Linked DNA regions of Mus musculus: regions 2, 3, 4 and 5 are each linked to region 1. A link is a contact called in public HiChIP or PLAC-seq and promoter capture Hi-C data. All regions are on one chromosome and are shown on one strand. The core of a region is the stretch at or near the end of the contact, and the rest is flanking DNA. Distances in the headings are between cores, read along the strand shown.

What was found. Promoter capture Hi-C pulls out the DNA fragments that hold promoters and counts their contacts. HiChIP or PLAC-seq counts read pairs in DNA pulled down with a chosen protein or histone mark.
Region 2: a promoter capture Hi-C map of pre-B cells shows a contact between it and region 1, with 11 times the contacts expected there. The contact joins the promoter of Eif2b5 here to the promoter of Dgcr8 in region 1. A contact is called at or near these places in 2 of 39 promoter capture datasets (hippocampal neurons and pre-B cells) and 1 of 115 datasets of contacts at active chromatin or transcription factors (astrocytes).
Region 3: a contact with region 1 is called in a promoter capture Hi-C map of pre-B cells, with 10 times the contacts expected there. The contact joins the promoter of Abcc5 here to the promoter of Dgcr8 in region 1. A contact is called at or near these places in 4 of 39 promoter capture datasets (the C10 cell line, cranial neural crest, hippocampal neurons and 1 more) and 1 of 484 Hi-C or Micro-C datasets (B cells).
Region 4: an H3K27ac HiChIP or PLAC-seq map of embryonic stem cells shows a contact between it and region 1, with 2.9 times the contacts expected there. The contact joins the enhancer-like site here to the promoter of Dgcr8 in region 1. A contact is called at or near these places in 5 of 39 promoter capture datasets (the 3T3-L1 cell line, 3T3-L1-derived adipocytes, hematopoietic stem and progenitor cells and 2 more) and 1 of 115 datasets of contacts at active chromatin or transcription factors (embryonic stem cells).
Region 5: a contact with region 1 is called in a promoter capture Hi-C map of pre-B cells. The contact joins the promoter of Parl here to the promoter of Dgcr8 in region 1. A contact is called at or near these places in 5 of 39 promoter capture datasets (cranial neural crest, embryonic stem cells, hippocampal neurons and 2 more) and 1 of 115 datasets of contacts at active chromatin or transcription factors (astrocytes).

The regions. Positions count from the first base shown.
Region 1 is chr16:18,287,125-18,290,802 of GRCm38.p6, forward strand. Dgcr8 (DGCR8, microprocessor complex subunit) reads right to left here and starts at 2,044. Exons shown (of 14, transcript NM_033324.2): 1 at 1,979-2,044.
Region 2 is chr16:20,497,070-20,500,747 of GRCm38.p6, forward strand. Eif2b5 (eukaryotic translation initiation factor 2B, subunit 5 epsilon) reads left to right here and starts at 1,748. Exons shown (of 16, transcript NM_172265.2): 1 at 1,748-2,027; 2 at 3,116-3,240. The coding sequence starts at 1,845.
Region 3 is chr16:20,424,264-20,427,941 of GRCm38.p6, forward strand. Abcc5 (ATP-binding cassette, sub-family C (CFTR/MRP), member 5) reads right to left here and starts at 2,131. Exons shown (of 30, transcript NM_013790.2): 1 at 1,985-2,131.
Region 4 is chr16:20,373,733-20,377,410 of GRCm38.p6, forward strand. It overlaps Abcc5 (ATP-binding cassette, sub-family C (CFTR/MRP), member 5), which reads right to left. Exons shown (of 30, transcript NM_013790.2): 15 at 2,779-2,982; 16 at 1,259-1,402. Among named protein-coding and RNA genes, the nearest start is that of Cyp2ab1, 50 kb to the left of the region's middle. Within about 2 kb of position 1,804, at least 24 of the 459 cell types and tissues checked have an H3K27ac peak or open chromatin away from gene starts, as enhancers often do. A contact at or near this core is called in embryonic stem cells, where this site is marked.
Region 5 is chr16:20,300,279-20,303,956 of GRCm38.p6, forward strand. Parl (presenilin associated, rhomboid-like) reads right to left here and starts at 2,084. Exons shown (of 10, transcript NM_001005767.4): 1 at 1,931-2,084. The coding sequence starts at 2,049.

The DNA.
Region 1 (3,678 bases), core at 794-3,293:
TCTAAAAGATTACACAAGGTTCTACAGCCAGTGCCCACCCAAGGATGAAATAGATGGAGCCAGATGGTTAACAAGAGTAAAAAGGAGGGTCACTGTAGAAGATACTTAAAGGAAAAGCAAAGACCCTGGGGCAGAGCCATGGTGTGGCCACGCTAGAGATAGTATGCTGAGTGAAACTGACCTGGGCAACAAGTATTCAGTTTTTTACATTTTTATCTTGAGTAGCAGGATACTGCACAGAAGGGATCAAAACAGTGGTATCACTGATCCATGGGTAACAATGGCAGCTAAACCTCACACAGGTCCTGCTCTAAGGATTTTATGCAATTCACTCAGTACTCTGACAGAAAGGTTAAACAATTTGCTCAAGGTTACAAAGCTAGGAAGTGGTACAGCTGCTTTGCCACTCAAACAAGCAGGCCTAAGTCTGCACTACCTCAGTTTTATAACACCTTACAATTTAATGAATCACTCTGTGTCCAGAAAACCTAAGAGAGTAAGAGTAGGGATCAAATTAGAAGAGTTTAAAAGCTCACCAGATAGCTTGGACAGGGACTTTAGGTTACAGTTTCTGGGAAATGGTCTGGTGTTGTAAACAGGTGGCAAGGCTTCTTAGGAGATACATGCAGGCCTATGAGAGGCACCAAGGTGACTTTAGACAGGCATAAGGATTGTTCTGGCACGGACTGTGGTTATCTCTTGGAGTGAATCAACCTATTTGGTGTTAAAGTGGAATAGACAACTAGAAGCAGGAGATTGGAGATCAGAAGGGAGGACAGACAGTACTGGAGATGGGAGTCATGGAAGATGTCAAAGGAAACTGATGTGAAAAGTACATAGGATCACATGGGAGGGGAATGATGACAAGAGAAGGCCAAACTGGGCAAACCAGTCAAAATCATGTTTCTCACAAGGTAAAATTCAGACAGCCACTGTGAACTGCCTGCTCCACATGTTTGGCAACACAGCTCAAAGGGTAGCCCTCCTGCCTGTAAACCTCACTATTCTTCAGCTGACTGGACCTATGGATGCAGATTTTGATTTGCCAATTAGACTGTGAGCAAGTCAGACCCACTGCTGGCTCCCCTGGACCCTGGCACAGGGCTTACCCAAAACATGTGAACAACTCCTACTTGCTGAACGGATGGCCAGTGCTACAGCTGCAGCCTCCCGCTCAACCCAAAGGCAGTATGACCTCATCAATTCCTTTGTCACCCCGCAAATCCTATTCTAAACTGAAAGGCCACACTAGCTGGGCCAGCCTTTCACTATCTTCGGTTAGTGATGGATTACAGTGGGAACTGAGCCACTTCCAAGGCTGGGAGTCTAGTTTGAGCCAGCAGAGAGTGGGCACCCTAATAGTGATTGGCATACAAGAGTCAACAACCCAACACAGGACATCTCTGCATCTGGCAATAAGGTACATGCAAGCATGCAAGATGGCAAATCAAATTCCTACCATCAGCAACCCAAATCCACTGGATGATACTACTTGACATGTATCGCTGTCAACAGGTTGCCACTTGCCATTTATTTCTACAACGTTCATTGTTACTGTAAAACCACATTCTGATAAGCTACATGACACTTCATCCACGGGTAATTTGGTGGAGACTTGGGCGGTTTCTTGGCTTTTTCCAAACAAAACAGGCGGAGTTCGGGGCGTTGAGGTGTCCCTGCCCACACCTCTCCCGCCAGAAGGCGAGGCAATGGCTTCGGGCCCACCGCCCAGGGGGCTTCGTTACCAGGCAGACAGCACCCTACGTTCATGATGCCTGGGCTCCGGGCCCGGCCCCCACTGCACAAAGGCCGCGACTCCGCGTGGCCCAGCCCGCCTAGCGCGCCGCGCCCCGCCCCGAGCCCCGGCCTGTGGCCTCGCCCGGGAGGGGTGGGGGTGGAAGGAGGGAAGGAAAGGGCGCAGCCTCTCCAGGCCGCAGCGCCCGCCGCCCGCGGGGCGCCCATCGCGCCCCGCACCTACCTGTGGCGCCCGCGACCTGCCCGAGCCGCCCGCAGCCCGACCACAGCCGGTCGACCCTCACCGACCCCGGCGCCGCCACAACCCGCGAAGGCCCTTGCAAAGCGCTCGGCTCTTGAGACCCGCTGCCGCGCGGGCGAGCGGAAGGCGGGCCTTGGCGGAGGGCTACCAATCACGGCGCACGGCCTCCGCGCATTGGGGGAGCCGGGAGCGGGCTGAGGCGGCCGCCAATCGGCAGCGCGAGGCGCGCGCGGCCCAATTGCGAGGCGCTATGGAGACCGGGATGGGCGGGACCAGCCGCAAGCCTGGCACTTCTAACGGCTGTCGCTCCGGGTGGGGCTGAGTTGCGGCCGCGGGGCGCGCCGGGAGAGAGGCGCGTAGAGGCTGCCGGGAGCCGGGGAGCGCGGGAGTGCGAGGGACGCTGGGAGCTCATCTATGAGCTGGCCTCTGTTGAGCTCAATAGTCACTTTTGAGTTTGCGAATGACAATGGACCTCCGGCTCTGGGTCGTCCCAAGGACAATGTTGGAGGTACACCCATCCTAGAAAGTCAACGGATAAGATGCGCGATGCGGAGGATAGGAAAGGAGTTTTACTCGCAATATCATCACACCAGGAAGGACAAAGATCTGATGACTAAAAATGTTCGCTGTGCTTACAGCATCCTCCGTGTCAAAAAAGGAAGGAGAAGCAGAGCCGATTGGGGGTCCTTTTAGTTTGGGGTGGACCTTAGGTAGGCCTTGCAGACTTGTGTCAGTGCCAAAGACCATAAAGAAACTTAAGCAGTTCCAGACTCATCTGACACCCGTGGTAGCAGTATGAGACTTAGGAAAATTCTTTAGGACAGAAGTGACTCAGAAACAAAATGAAGTTAGCCAGGTCTGTTCCTGAGCCCTTCAAATCCCGAACCCACAAACCATTACTTCATTGCTATAAGCCCGGGACTAAGGTGGGGATAAGTTATATTTATACTATCCAGAACCTCAAATAGTTTAGCTTTCCTTTAGGTTCTGATTCAAGTCAATAAGTGTAATAAAAATTTTATAGAAAACTGTCTGCCGTTAGGCAAACACTTCAGTAATTGCTGCTGGACATGAAAAGTGGATGCTAAAAACACGACTAAAGGGTAACATGTTGAAGAACTCACGGTCTCAGCACACTTGTGTTAATGCTAAAAGCACTGAGTTATATCCCTAAGGTTGGGGAGATTGTATCTATTTTTTTTTTTAAGATATATTTTATTTATATTAGTACACCATTGCTCTCTTCAGACACAACTGAAGAGGGCATCAGATCCCATTACAGATAGTTGTGAGCCACCATGTGGTTGCTGGGAATTGAACTCAGAACCTCTGGAAGAGTAGTAGGTGCTCTTAACCACTGAGCCATCTCTCCAGCCCCAATTGTATCTATTTTAACAAAATAGAAAAGTTTCTCCCCAAAATTCTTAGAAATTGCAAATGGCCGGTCAGTGGTGGCCCACACCTTTAATCCCAGCACTTGGGAGGCAGAAGCAGGCGGATTTCTGAGTTTGAAGCCAGCTTGGTCCTACAGAGTGAGTTCCAGGACAGCCAGGGCTACCAGAGAAACCCTGTCTTTAAAAAAAAAAAAAAAAGAAAGAAAGAAAGAAAAGAAAAAAGAAAGGCCTGGCCTGGAGAAATGGCTCAACACTGACTGCTCTTCCAGAGGTCCTGAGTTCAATTCC
Region 2 (3,678 bases), core at 498-2,997, 2.2 Mb after region 1:
ATACGCTCTTAGGTGACCTGTCCGACTTCGATTTAATTGAAATTTTTTACTAAGCTTTTCCCTCTCTGTACTAACGTTTTCAGAAGCAAACGTTGTCCTCATAGCACCCTCATTAACTGGGCGAAGGAAGAAATGACAGGTTTCTGGGTTCCACAAGGAAGCTAACGAGTAGCGATACACTAGAAACATAGGCTCACCACTCCACCGGAGAACATCTGCGGGGAGGTGGGTGGAAGCAACAGAGGGAGTTGCCGAAACTTGCGGGCTGTGGGATTAGCAGAGGTTCTGTTGCTGATTGGGCAGATTACTTACTGGAATTTTTGGCTTGACAGAATTACGCCCAGCCTGCGTGCCATTGCTTCCTCCGCCTTAAGCTTGATTTATAAACTGCGGCCACGGCTTCTTTTACCAAAACCTGCTGCTCCACTTCAGTCTAGCCTGAAAAGCTTGCTACTACGCCCCAGTCCTACCCAGTTTACTCCTGCTCTTAGATCCAGCCTCATCTGGGATAACGCTTGTGGAACTGAAAGACCCACAACGTGAGGACTCCCCCACGTTCTGACTCAGGAGAGGCGACACCCCAAAATCACCAACGAGAAACGGTCTTGCTGCAAATTGCAAGAGGATTTTTATTCAAGAGCGCTCTCGGGCCCACGGTCATACACCACGCAGGGGTAGAGGACTGTGGCGCCCCGAGTAGCTGGATAAGGGGGTATTTAAAGGAAGGAACCACAACTCAAGGAGGTGGGAAGGGCGTTGTTGGAAAATACCAAAAATACCAGTTAAGAGTCACAAGGAAGTACAGAGTCACAGGTGTCACAAGGAATACCTGGTAATTGTTAACTCTCAAGACAGTTTCTAAGAGCCCCTAACGATAGCACATTTGCATTGCAGGTTCCAGCAATGGTCAGAGTGGGTCAGGGTGACTTTCTTTGAATTAACACTCTTTGAACCCAGGAAGCCGGTGGGTGGAGGAATGTCGCTATCTGTTTTATGATTAGCATACCTTGGAGCACTGAGTTTACTACTCTTTCAGAACCATGGGAGTCAGATGAGCTCCAGCAGCAGTTTTTCCACTCACTAGTTGGGCGTGCTCCCTTGGTTCCGATTTGAGGGTTTAAGAAATGCCTGTCGCTCTAGGTCGTATTTCTGGCAAGGGGGGAGGGAGCACCCATAATAGGTGTGTGTTCAGTAAAAATCTACAGCCTGCCTCCATGTCCAGTATTTGTGCAGATCGTGGTTTCCCTCCCAAAGATGCCAGATCCCCTTAGATTACTAGACTGCAAGTGGGGAGCTTCATTTTATATTTAGATTTATGTGGATGAGTGTTTTCCACAGGCATCCAGTGCCCGGTCGAAAGTGTGTCGGACACCCTGGAATTGCAATTGTGAATAGTTGCTTGCTACCACGTGAGCGCCAGGCGCAGAACGTGGATCCTCTGCAAGAGCAGTAAGTGCTCTTAACTGTTGAGTGATCTCTCCAATCCCTGAGAACTACAAATTTTATCCTACTCTGGGCAGAGGAGCTGTAGGCTCCTGCCCAGCGATCACAAGCCTATCCAGCTCGCTGCCTTCTTAGCTTGTCCAATCCAACAGCACTCACTGACTAAGTAGACAACGGTGGGATCTCACCCCTCTGGGGTGCATACACCTCCCAGTAGCACCTACTGCGGTCAGCCACGCCCTGGTCTTGCACGGGGTGGGTGGGGTCTGCTGGTACACACATGCGCATTCCTTCCTCTTTCTCTCCCTGCAACTACACCTTCGCGTTTTGACTGTGAGTCCTTTTTGTCCCCTACTGCGTGCCGTGTGACTTCCCGGCGGACGTGCTGGCTGCGAAGCAAGATGGCAGCCACTGCGGCGGTGCCTGGCGCTGCGGCCGGCCGAGCGAGCAAACGCGGCGGCGGCGGCTCGGGCGGCGGGGGAACCCAAGGTGCGGAGGAGGAGCCGCCGCCGCCCCTCCAGGCAGTTCTAGTGGCCGATAGCTTCAACCGCCGCTTCTTCCCCATCTCCAAGGACCAGCCTCGGGTGAGCACCCGGCTCGCGAGCAGTCTGCCGGCCTCGAGGGTAGCGGGGCCGCAGGTTGCCACTGCAGCTGGTTAGTGAAGCGTGCTCTGGAAGTTACCCTCAAGTTGAGCTTATCTGGTTAGGAAAAGGTGGAGAGACCGACTGAAACCTCGGAGGCTGTCCGATCAGATGAGTAACTAGCACACATGGATTCTCGCAGGGCTATACACCCAGCCTTGGGAAGGATGGAGAGGGCTGTGTGTAGAATCAATGCTTGAAAGAAGGCTTCCCCGGGGGATTTAGTAGCACAAGAGGGGCCTCCACTGTCTTTAACCTTGCAGGACATGGGCAATTTAAAGAAATTGCTTTAGATAAAGGCAATGGTAATATATTCCTAAAGGAAAAAAGGCTAGCTCTCAGCAGGCTGTTTTCCTCCCATCTGCTGAAAGGGGACCCCAGTGGGTTGCCATCAGTCTAGGAATTACCTAGACATAGGAAATAGGCATTGCGCTTGCAGACTACTGGGTCGCTCAGCAATCCATAGTTCATTCAAATAGGGATTTGCCTTTGACTTAAGAATTCCTAATAGCCGGGCGTGGTGGCGCACGCCTTTAATCCCAGCACTCGGGAGGCAGAGGCAGGCGGATTTCTGAGTTCGAGGCCAGCCTGGTCTACAAAGTGAGGTCCAGGACAGCCAGGACTATACAGAGAAACCCTGTCTCAAAAAACCACAAAAAAAAAAAAAAAAAAAAAAGAATTCCTAAGGCTAACGACTGTTCATTTTTGACAAGTGTTTGAATGATTTCTGTGACTCTTAGTGGCAATAGAACAATAGAAGGAAATTCTATGAAGAAGACCTTAGTGCTTAGAGTTCTAGAGCTATGACTTAGGGCCAACATTTGTCCTTAATGCCAGCACTGGGCTCCTAGAACATGTTTGTGTCTGATACCATGCCTACTAGGCTCAAATTCCAGAGCCTTAGACTGACCCTTAGAGCCTGTTTGCTTTAGAATAAAAGGATAAAGTCGATTATAGTGTCTGCAAACCAAAGTATACCAAAGTATAATCCTGACTTGAAGATCTCAGACTTTTTCTTTCCTGCCCTATAGGTCCTCTTGCCCCTGGCCAACGTTGCGCTAATTGACTATACTCTGGAGTTCCTGACTGCCACGGGTGTACAGGAAACATTTGTCTTTTGCTGCTGGAAAGCTGCTCAGATCAAAGAACACTTACAGTAAGGCTTCATAATTTTTCCTTTCCAGGATTCTCCGTCTTTTTTCAGTTCTTCCAGGATAGAGTTGATGTGAGGAGGAGAACACTGAATCTGTTCTGAGCTCCTGTGAGGTTTAGTGTTCTCGTCACGTGTCCCGAGGTAAACTGCTGCAGCTTCCTTTGCCTTGAGGTCCCAGGGACCAAAATTAAAGGCTTGCCTGTGATTTTGAGTCTTTCTTTCTTTTTTTAATATATATTTTTTATTACGTATTTTCCTCAATTACATTTCCAATGCTATCCCAAAAGTCCTCCATACCCTGCCCCCCACTTCCCTACCCACCCACTCCCACTTTTTGGCCCTGGCGTTCCCCTGTACTGGGGCATATAAAGTTTGCAAGTCCAATGGGCCTCTCTTTCCAGTGATAGCCAACTAGGCCATCTTTTGATAATTTCTGAGTCT
Region 3 (3,678 bases), core at 881-3,380, 2.1 Mb after region 1:
CCAAAACCAGCTTACTAAGCAAAAACAACGCTTGTGGCTCTGGCTCTTCCGAAAGCCAAGCTATAAACAGATCTGGCATCTGCCATTGTCATCTGGAAGAGGAAGATTACTCGCTACTTTAAAAATAGGCAAGAGGGGGCTGGGGAAGCTTAAAAGGGAGGAGCCCAAGGGACCCCATTCACAACACCAAACACATCAAGAACAACAGGGAAAGTTATCGAAGAACTGTACGAGGCAATGTTTTTTCTCAGTTGTGTGTGTTCAATCATATATTATGAAGCGGAACCGGTAAAGTGTACACACAGACTGTGGTAGCAAAGACAGTTTTGACAGAAACAACTGTTTTCCTAATGGTGAGATAAGATAGGACTTCAGTGGCCTATTCTAACTTCCCTAACCTTCCAGACAAAGCGAGTTTCTATAAGAATGGGGTATGGGGAATCGTTGTCCCCATGATCTTCACCAATGTCATAGCTTCACTTTCAATAAATAAATAAATAAAGGTGCAGCACCTTAAAGTATGCAAACACCTGAGTAGCCATAAAGTTACTGTTTCTTCACACTGAACACAAGGAGACCACCATCTTCTGTGTGTCTGGGATATGACAAGAAGAACACACAGAAGCCGGTAGAGTAGGGCTAAGGTGAATATGGATATGAAGCAATCAACTAAGAAAGGATTACTACACCAGGACCCTCTCCAGCCCAAAGAGCAATTCATACTTCCCATTTTCTAGACAACTCCCTTGCAGCTAATGTAAAGTCTTTTTATAAAACTAATGCTAACTTAGGCTCAGTGATAAAAGCATGTAGGCCAGAGGTTCTTTCCAGTCCCCAGCCCTGCCAAATCCAAAGGAAAGGGTGTGTGTATCAGGACTAGGAAAACCTGGCATATTTTGGTTTAAGCCAGCACTATAAAGGGAGAAAGAAGAATAAACAAAGTGGGGACTCTCACATTAGTACCCCGACTCAAAACTGACAGGGTTGGGGGCCACCTGGTTTTGCTCTAAAATTCTCTTTCCAGTGAAGAGGGGTGGATGTGACGATTCTGCAGGGGGGAGGGGCATTGTGTAGGCCTGGAGAACTGTAACTAACCAGGTTGGTGTTTCCAAGTTCTGTTATCGCAACATCTCTCAGGTTTTAGGCGCCTCAGGAAGCTCCTTCAGGCCCTGCAGCTACTGGAAGCTACTGGAAGCTACAAGGAAGCTGAACCACTTATCACGCCCCCCCCACCTCTCCCCCAGGGCCCACCTGTGCCTCCAAGCTCCCTCACCTGTCACTTACTCCAGAGACCCCAGTAAAACCCATCCATTTCTCCCTTCGGAACTCAAGACTTCCCCGGTCATTCCTGTGCCCACCTGCATCGAGACTCCCACATCTGTACGAAAACACCAAATCCAGGTGTTATAAACACAAAGCCACTAGCTCCTTTGCGTGTCAGCACCGAAAAGGACACTGGTGACAGAAGATCTAGGCTCCCATCTCTACCTCGGCTTCGCTGTGTGTGCTGATGCCACGTACCTCCACATACCAGTAGCAAAACAAACAAACAAAAAACAAAACAAAACATAGATAATGACTTACGTAGTAAGTGGCTGACAGCCTCCAGTCCCGGAGGGAGGTTGGGGCTTCTCTCTGGACAGCTCCGCCACCCGGCCCTAGGGCGTTCCCATGCCAGCCCCGGGCCTGCGAGCACAGGCTCCACGACCCACCCACAGCGAACGCAGCTCCCCCTGGTGGCCGCGCGGAGAGTGGAGCCGGCCGTGACCACCCATCAAACCTCCCCTCCTGCCTTCTAACATCTAGACCTCCGCACAGCCCGCGAGGTCGCCAACAAGCCGGGGACCGCGCGAGATCGGAACGAGACAGGCCCCGTTTCTCCCGTCCGAGGCTTCCCACCGCCCACCCCGCCTTGGAGAGCCCAAAGAAGTGAGCCCGTGACAGCCTCCGACACTGCATGAAAAAGGCGTGAACCGTCACCTACCTGCACCCCAGCCTCCCCACACGAGAGCAAACAGCCCGGGCACGCTCGCGAACATCGGACCCTGAGCAAAACAAGCCTTTATAGCGGCATAGTCCCCCACAACGCGCAAGCGCGATGCACAAAGCTTGCGCAAGACCGAAGGGAATCGTAGTCCCTCATCCGGCAGCCCCCAGCGCCGCACACCGCAAAAGACTACGTTTCCCAGAAGCACCGCTGGTGCCCGGGATGGGGTGCAGGCTGCTCACAGTACCCGCGCGCATCTCGTGCTGCCCCATCCTTCCCCGGTTTCTGATGCCCAGTCTGGAACCTTCTCTGCCTTAGTCACGGGGGCTGGGCAGGCGGGTCGGGGTAGCCGGTGGCGCTGTATTCTCTGACAGCCAGAGGTTCAAAGTCAGGAACTTCCAAATCTATGCGGCGGTTCCACGTGCCAGAAAACATCGTGAAGGTCATCATAGCCTGCTTCTGTCCAGCCCCAACTCTTAGCTGTGGTGTCACTTAATGGGTGCATGAGTCCTCCACGTTCTGCATGAATGGTACCTTTGGATCTTTTCTCTTACCCATCTATCTCAGCTTCTTGACTTCTAAGTAGTGAAATGCCAGAATCGCAATTTCCAAAGTGACAAGGGATGTCAAAATGATATACTAACTAATCAATCTATTTTTATAAATAAATGTAAAGCTCCCGAGGCATTAGTCGTTTTATTTTTTCTATTTTATCTATTTTAGTATCATAATATAAAGACTACTCTATTGCATGCCTCCCAACCTTTAAACTACCCGGGGCTTGTTTATGGTTACCCATTTAAGGGATTTAAAAAGAAAGTAAACTGGATTGTCCATCATACAACTACCTAGTTAGCTACTGTGAACACTAATGTCATAAAGCTGGACTTATTGACAGGATGTATATTTGACACACAGAAAGCTCAGGAAGATAGGCAGTGTTCAGAGCTGGGCTTTCAGGAAGTTGGATCATGAAGACTCTGAGTTAATGAACGGTTTAATATTGACTGATTGTTCCATGTCACTATTAGAAGCTAGTAGAATATGAGGACTTGGAGGCTTGTTAAAGGAAGTTGGTCCCTGGAAGTATACCTTTGAGAGATGTGTGTTACCCCTTCCTGTCATGATGTTCAGCCTTGTGCCGAGCACACACTAACAAAACCAGTTCACCATGGATAAAAACCTGAGCCAAAATAAGTATTTTCTCCTTTAAGTTCATGTTTTCTCCGGTATTTGTCATATTGTCATAATAACAAAAAGCTGATTATGTTTCACTATTTTAAAATTAAGATATATATTGTTGGGGTCAAGGAGTCGCCAGACAAACCACCAAACACTGATCTCAGGCAGACAGGGATAGTTTATGGAGCGTATGTCCTGGGACTGACTGATCAGGGTCAAAGACCAGACTCAGGAGCTGACTGCAACCTCGAGCCAGAATCTACAGAGCTTTTTAAGTCTGAAATCCACAAACATCTGTGTCAAGTTCTTCCACCAATCAGGATTTAGGGATAAGGACTTCCTCTGGAGCAGGTCTTTGTTGTACACGTATCCTGTTCCCATTGGTTGGGGGATCAACTTGCATTGCCTAACATCCATGCCTTAACTTGCCAACCAGGATATCAGTTACCCATGTCCATATCTTTTTCTGCCATGTAGGATGTCAAACCCCAAAGAGTTCTTAGGAATTT
Region 4 (3,678 bases), core at 554-3,053, 2.1 Mb after region 1:
GCCAGTGTCACCATCCGCTGAACCATCCTACTAGCCCCACAAGTGACATCCAGAAAGCATTCTCTCCAGCCAAACAGTCCAGCGGTTCAGTATCTATTTTTTGCTCCTTGGACAATTCAGTATTTTAGTTTCTCTCCCTCTGATTTTCCTCTCCAAGTTTACAAAGACAAGGCAACAATCTGAAGAGTGCAAAGCTTTCCAGAAGTCATAGCAGACCATAAAACTTAAATCTGAAGCTGGGCGTGGTGGCACACGCCTTTAATCCCAGCACTTGGGAGGCAGAGGCAGGCGGATTTCTGAGTTTGAGGCCAGCCTGGTCTACAGAGTGAGTTCCAGGACAGCCAGGGCTACACAGAGAAACCCTGTCTCGAAAAACCAAAAAAAAAAAAAAAAAAGAAGAAGAAGAAGAGGAGGAGGAGGAGGAGGAGGAGGAAAACTTAAATCTGTACCGCAGTGTCTCTTGGGATGTCACTGGTAATCCCAGCAAGGCAGGAAGTCTACCACAAGGTCTAACCAGCCAGTTAAGCAACAGTGAGCTGCACTGCATGGGATACTGCAAAAACAAACCACTGAGGTGACAGGAGAGGGAGGCCGGGGAACATCCTGCAGCAACCTCCAAGCCCAGCCTACTTCACTCCGGGACCCTAGGCGAGAGGGGCACTGACAGGAAGGAAGCATGTCCTCTGGGACTGCTCCACGCTGAGTCTGTCTAGCTTGGAGTTCCTGTGATGGGCTGAAAGCCGACACCTCTGGGTGCTGCAGGGGAGGTGGACGCAAACACAACAAACTGGAGAACTGAACTGTCCTGTCAGCAAGCTGCTTAGCTCACTTGAGCCCATTTTCTCCTCTCTGAGAGTGGGAAAGGATCGTATTTGGCCATATAACTCTAATAAAATGTCTAATAATATGGTATCTAAAGTATTTAACCCAATAACCTCAGCGCCAAATCAGGATCCAAGACACCATGAATTATTTCCAAACACACACAGTATGTAACTCCCCTCCCTGACTGACCCCTTGTTTACTTGTATGTCCACAGAGAGCCTCACACTGCTTTAGTCGGTTTAAGGAGCGAACCTCTCCAGCCCTCACCCGCTCCTCATCCTGCTCTTCCACAGGAGAAGGAGCAGGTGAACACAGCACAAAAGTGTGGTTGTGGGAACCCATAGGCAAACAGAGTTAAACTGGGCTCTTCTGGCTTCCATGCCATCATGCCTGCCTGTGTAGAAATGAGACATATAAACGCAGTAAGCCTTACCTCAACTGGGGGTGTCTCTCCCAGCAACAGGTTATTAAAAATCGTAGCGTAATCCCCATTTAAGTTCATCAGCTCCTCATGGGTACCTCTCTCTGTGATACAGCCTTCCTTCATGAAGATCACCTCATCACAATCGACCAGATACTGGAGACAATGGCGAGGAAACACAAATTGCTGATATTCCCGCAAATACATTCAAACCTCCAATCTTAACTCGGTATGTCTCAACCAGAGATGCTTTGGCTGCCCATTTGACAACATGAGACTATTTCAGGTTGTCAAAATAAGATACCACTGGGGTACAGTGGACCAAGACCTGAATGCATACAGCAGACTACCCCCGCCAAACAACGAATCAGCAGTCTACAGTCTCAAGACTGAGAGCCTTTGCTTTACCTTACTGCGCCCTATGACACAGGTCAGATAGAATTTCTTATGTCTTCTGGTGTTAAGGTTTCGTCTTTTGCCATCTATTATAATGCTAAGTGAGGGTTCCCAAGACCTGGTTGTCCCAGAAACAAGAGAGTCCACACACAGACCTTACCCTCAAGTTATTTCTGATTGGTGAATAAAGATGTGGACAGCCAATAGCTGAGCAGATGAGACACAGGAGGGGTTTAGGGTTCCCGGGCTTTAGGGTGGGGGAGAACAATAGGAGGAAGAGAAGGTAGAAGAAGAGAGAGAAGCCACCATGGGGCAGGCGAGTCATGAAAATGCCATCCTGAGGGCTGGCCAATTGGAGATGAAACATAGTAAGTAATAACTCGGGGTTATCAACACCAATACGGATTAGACTCTAGTGGCATAGAGGGTATACGTGCCCAGTTCTTGTGCTGATTAAGGCTTATTGTAAATATAAGGGTTGAGTGTGTCTTTTATCCAGGAACTAAATAGCCAAAGGCAGGGTGGAAACCCCAGGACAGGACTAGATAATCTCTACAACATTGGGTGGTGGAGCTACAAAAGCTTCCCAGGACATTTTATATCCTGGCTGAGTGTGGTATAGCATAGGCGTTTGATCCCATACTCAGGAGGAAGAGGTGGGTGAGCCAACCTAGTCTACAAAGCAAGAGACAATCAGTGTCTCAAATAAATTAACTCAAATCCTTTCACTGTGTGCAGAAGTATATAGAACTTACAAAAAAGAGAAACTAGGCCCCAAACTTAGGCTGTCAGCTCAGACAGCGATAATCCCAAGTGGGTTTCTAATGCCTGCCATGACTGATGGGGAGAAAGTACAAACTGCGCTTGTTGTTCTCATCGACAGATGCCACCTCAGTGCTTCCTACCACTAACTCCCTTCCAAAGTCCACTTCTATCTGCTCTTCTCAGCCCTTTAATTTGTAGGTCTGCTGCAGAACCAGTGTGTTCCAAGGACCCCCGATTCAGACGGCCACACAAAGGACTGCTACGTTGGCTATTTGGTGAGGAAATGAAAACAGTTAACTCTAGGAACCTCTGGCCCAAGCCCTCTTCATTACTGAGCCCACATGAGCAGCCTAGGAGACAATGTACCATACCTGTAACTGGTGTGTAACAAACAGAACCGTCTTAGACTTGAGGCGCTTCCGGATAGCACTGTTGAAGATGTGGTTGCCCACATGGGCATCTAAGGCACTGAGGGGGTCATCCAGGATGTAGATGCTTCTATCACTGTACAAGGCTCTAGCAAGGCTGATTCTCTGGCGCTGTCCACCACTCAGGTTGGCTCCTCGCTCTCCAATCTATGAACCCAAAAGGAAAGCCTCTATCTTAAATCTAGAAGAGCGCTTAACAGGCACCCCAGTCATCTTTCATCTCCATTTCCAAAGCCTTCACAAACTGCCTGTGTGAAACTTCTAGGGGCTGAGGAAGTCACCCTACAACTATCAATGTGCCAATCAGATATCCATGTGGCTTTGACACTGCCCCAGGTCACCCTTTGACACCGCCCCAGGTCACCCTCTTCTCCAGAAAGAATGCCTCAAAACAAAAGGCACCCTTGCCTAAAACTCTTTAAGAACCTTGAAAGAATCTAAACACTAACAACCATGGGTATCCTGAGACTTAAAATAACATGTAAAATATGAACCCACATGGCATCATGCTTTGTCGACATGAAGCCTGCATCATCTCTTCTGGGACACTCCTCCACCCTCTTCTAATTCTACCCACAAATGAGGGCCCTTCTTATTCTGTGCCAATTTATCTGGGTCTCTGGCTCCCTTAACTAAAAGCTTCTTATGCATACAAACTACTGTCCTACTCCTTTATATCTAAATACTGGGCAACTGGGGAATGTGTCACTAGCATGCACACCTGACAAATGCCACTATCTGAACAAATTAATCAATTGCCAAACGCTACCTGGTTTTCTGTTGCTTTTTAAAGTGTTATCTTTAGAATAAAAACAAAAGACAAAAAATGCTGATGATCAGAGG
Region 5 (3,678 bases), core at 834-3,333, 2.0 Mb after region 1:
AGAGGCCTAAAGAGGCCTTTAGCCCCTGGAACTGGGTTCCAGACAGTTGTAAGCAACCATGTGGAAACTGGGCATCAAACCCAGGTCCCCTGTAAGAGCAGAGAATCTTGAGTGCTGAGCTAAGAGCTCACGAAGCCCAGGAAGAGTTTAAAGTAGCCAAAGTAGGTCTAATAAATAAAGTGATCAGTTCCCACTGAACTAAACCAAATGATCATCATCAGAATGCATTCATTATACAGAACTAAACTTGTAACCCAGTACTATTGATTTCTCTTGCTAGACAAGAATCCTGAAGGACAGGAGTGCAGCAACCTAAACTTAACCATATCATAAAATCTTATAACTCCTGTAAAGGGAGAACCGTGTGTGGGCTGGCAGGTGCCTGAGGACCTTGTGTTTGTATCACCTTTGCCTTTGTATCACCACATAAAGTGTTTATAAAATGCAAACGTTGGGACCTCTTTAGAGCCACAAGGCCTGGCTCATTCTTCATGCTAATTTAGAACCACAGTGGCTCAAAACAGACTAGTGATTACAAAGCGAGCAACTCCCATTCCCTATTAAGTTCATACATGTGGAGACAAGAGCAAAGCCACTTCAGGTTCACCCACATTCTCATCTAATGCATTCTCCCATAACCACAAGATTAAGAATGTCAGTTTCCAAGTTTCCATATAAATTTTAATACCACATGTACTGAGGGGAGGGTTAGACAGGACCTCAAGTAATCCATGGTGGCCTGACAGTCTGGCTCCTACTCCTAATCCACCTCCCAAGTGCCGGGATTACTAGCCTGAGCCACCATGATAGGTAGGCTAAACTCTTTTGACAAGTTTTGTGGTGTTACTAGAGACAAGCACCCTACCAATGAGGTTCCTCAGAGATGAAGTGTCCACTTCTTTTGCTGCCTTTTCCCGAAACTATCACAGCAAATCAACAGGATCACAGAAATCTTGTTACCTCCAAGGCACCTCCCCAGTTCCACCTGTTTAAGACTTTTTTCTTCCTTTCTTTTTTCCAGTCTTCTGCTGCCCAGCCTAGCCTTGAACGCCTAACCCTGCTTACAAGCAAGTCTGACCACACCAAGCTGTTTAAAAGCAATGCCTGATTTTAAACGTTAGCCAGTAAGCTACACCATATGCAACTTTTCCACAGATGTTAATAAGCTTCACTTGAGGAGCAGGTTCTTCCGCTTTCGCCACTTTCCAAGATTCTGATTTTGGGTGGCACCTGGGAAATGAATCTACATATAGTCCAGGTGCTGTTTATTTATTTATAATTCAGCCTTTCCCAGCTTGGCTCCAACTCGCCATCCTCCTGATTCAGACTACTGAGAGTTGAGATTACAGACCTGTGCCCACCTCGGGTGAATTTTAAGATCAGGTGGTGCCTTCGCCAGGCTCAATCTCATCTCTGGCTAGCTCACACGTTTATAAAGACCTCAGGCCCCTTGGTGTGTATGGTACCATCAATTAGGTAGAAGTTGCAAAGTTGACATCTTCGGACTAAGTTTCAACGTCAGTATTAATTCAACTGCTATGGAATTTCTCTTCTATTACACTTCATGTAAGATCCGGCCGGCCGGAAAGGCCACGTGCTTCCTACAGCAGTACAGCCCTTTCAAGAATATGAGCCGGACATGCAATTAACGCTCAGAAGTTCCCCTTTCCATCACATCCCTCGGAACTACTAGGAAAGACCGCGGGTCCGGAGAACCGGGCCGGGCTCGGCCAGACACCTCTCGCGGCTCGGCACCCAGAAGCCAGTAGGGAAAGGAGGACCAAGGAAAAGCTAGGCAGGGAGGAGTCAGCTTTAGCAAAGACCTCGTAAACAATGGAAAGCGGGAGCCCCACACGGCTACCTATCCCCCGAGGATGCGCGCAACCCCAGCTCATGGGAAGCCGGGGGAGCTGGAAGCGGCGGCCATTACCTGCGTCCAAGCAGCCGCGGGGCCTGGGTCGCAGAGAGCTCCCGGTAGCCGCCACCCAAGGGAGGCGCCCACGCCGGACCGCAGCGCCAGCCTCGCTGTACCCAACCTTGCAACGCCATCTTCCCAACCTCTGCCCCACCATGGCCCGACCTCTCTAACCCCGGCCTAGAAATCACTTCCGGGGCGAAGAAAAAAAAAAAAAAAAAAAAGCCACACAGCGCGGAGGAGTGGTCTAGAGCGCCACCTGGAGGCCGTTCAGTTCCGGTCTTCCTCTTCTCAGACCAGCGCCACCTTGGAAGTTTCTGGTGAGAGTGACTGGGGAAAACTTGAGGCTTTGAGTAACGCTGTGTTATCAGACACCCTCAGGTTATCACATTTAACCACAAGACACCGTTTCACTGTGCTTTATAGTCTCAGAAAAGGGAAATGGCCCTGTACAGTGGCAACCTTAACTCGCCAGGCTTGGACATCTGTCTGATTGTGAAAAGCAGAAAACGATTTATTAAATGGGACCACACTGAGAGGATGAAATTCAATGACTCCCCACGTTCATCTTCCAGGTCTAACATAAAGATAAGGTTTAAATGGAAGGCAAGAAGTGTGCAGTATAAGGAAATTGTGTCCCCTCACCAATCACCCTTCACCCGTCACCCCCGACCCCTGATCCAGCCTCCTTCTCCAAGCCTGCCCCCTTGACAAGTTGCAAATCCTTCTGTAGTTACTGGCTGCCCCCAGAAACTCAGGCTTTTTCCTTCCAGCATGAGATTTCTGGGGTGGTTCCATTACTGAAGTTTGATAGCCAAAGACAGAGCCCCAAGTGTTTCAGTTGAAGAAGCAAGGGAAGGGAGAGGGTCTCCTACACCTGAGTCTGGTTGATCTCTAGACAACTGAGAGTCAAGTATCCCAGCACAATTAACATTTGCTTTGAGAACAATGTTCCCTTTCTACAGGAATGTTTCAAATAAGAATGTTACAGTAGCAGGGAATCATGTGTAATGCCTAAGCATGGCATGTTTCCTTTCCTAACTATAAATCCGCAATTTTCTAGAACTCACAACAAACCTCACTTATAGTAAAAGAGACTTTTTAACTCCCTCTGCAATTTTATGGCCCTTGGTTTATATTATTAGATTGGAGTCTATCAGAAGCACCTCCAGGACTACTCTGTCATCTCATTTATTTCAAGAGGGAAAAGGAGAATGGGTGGGGGTGGGGGTCCCTTAGAAACTCTTCTGTTACTGGTGGTAAAGGTCTGGGCTGAGTGTTTCCAGGCTTCGAGAATGAAGAACATGGGGAGCGACCCTTATTCAGAAAGAGTCAGAACACACTGCATAACTGTGGGTAGCAGCACCAGTGGAGATGCTTAAGGGACCCCAGTCATTGTTTGTAGCTTCTAGATATGGGATGCAGAGGAGTTTGGTTGTTAAGGGATACCCACTTTGTGTGACTCTATGTTTTCATTCACAGATTAAATACACAATTGTTTCTTATTGTCCATGTTTTCAAAGTCAGTGTAGGCCAAATGGGCCAACATAAAGATGGATGGACTGAGCCAACTGAAACCAGAACCAGTGTGGGCCAGCCTGTGTCCGTCATATATATCTCCACCCCTCTTCTCACTCCCCAGACATCACAGGCTGGCCGCCTGACTCTCAGGGTCTGTGCAGAGTCTGCAGAATTTGGCTTGTTTTAGGCTATTTGCTGCATTGCTTTACCTCCCTCCCTCCACTCTACCTTTAGCCACGACT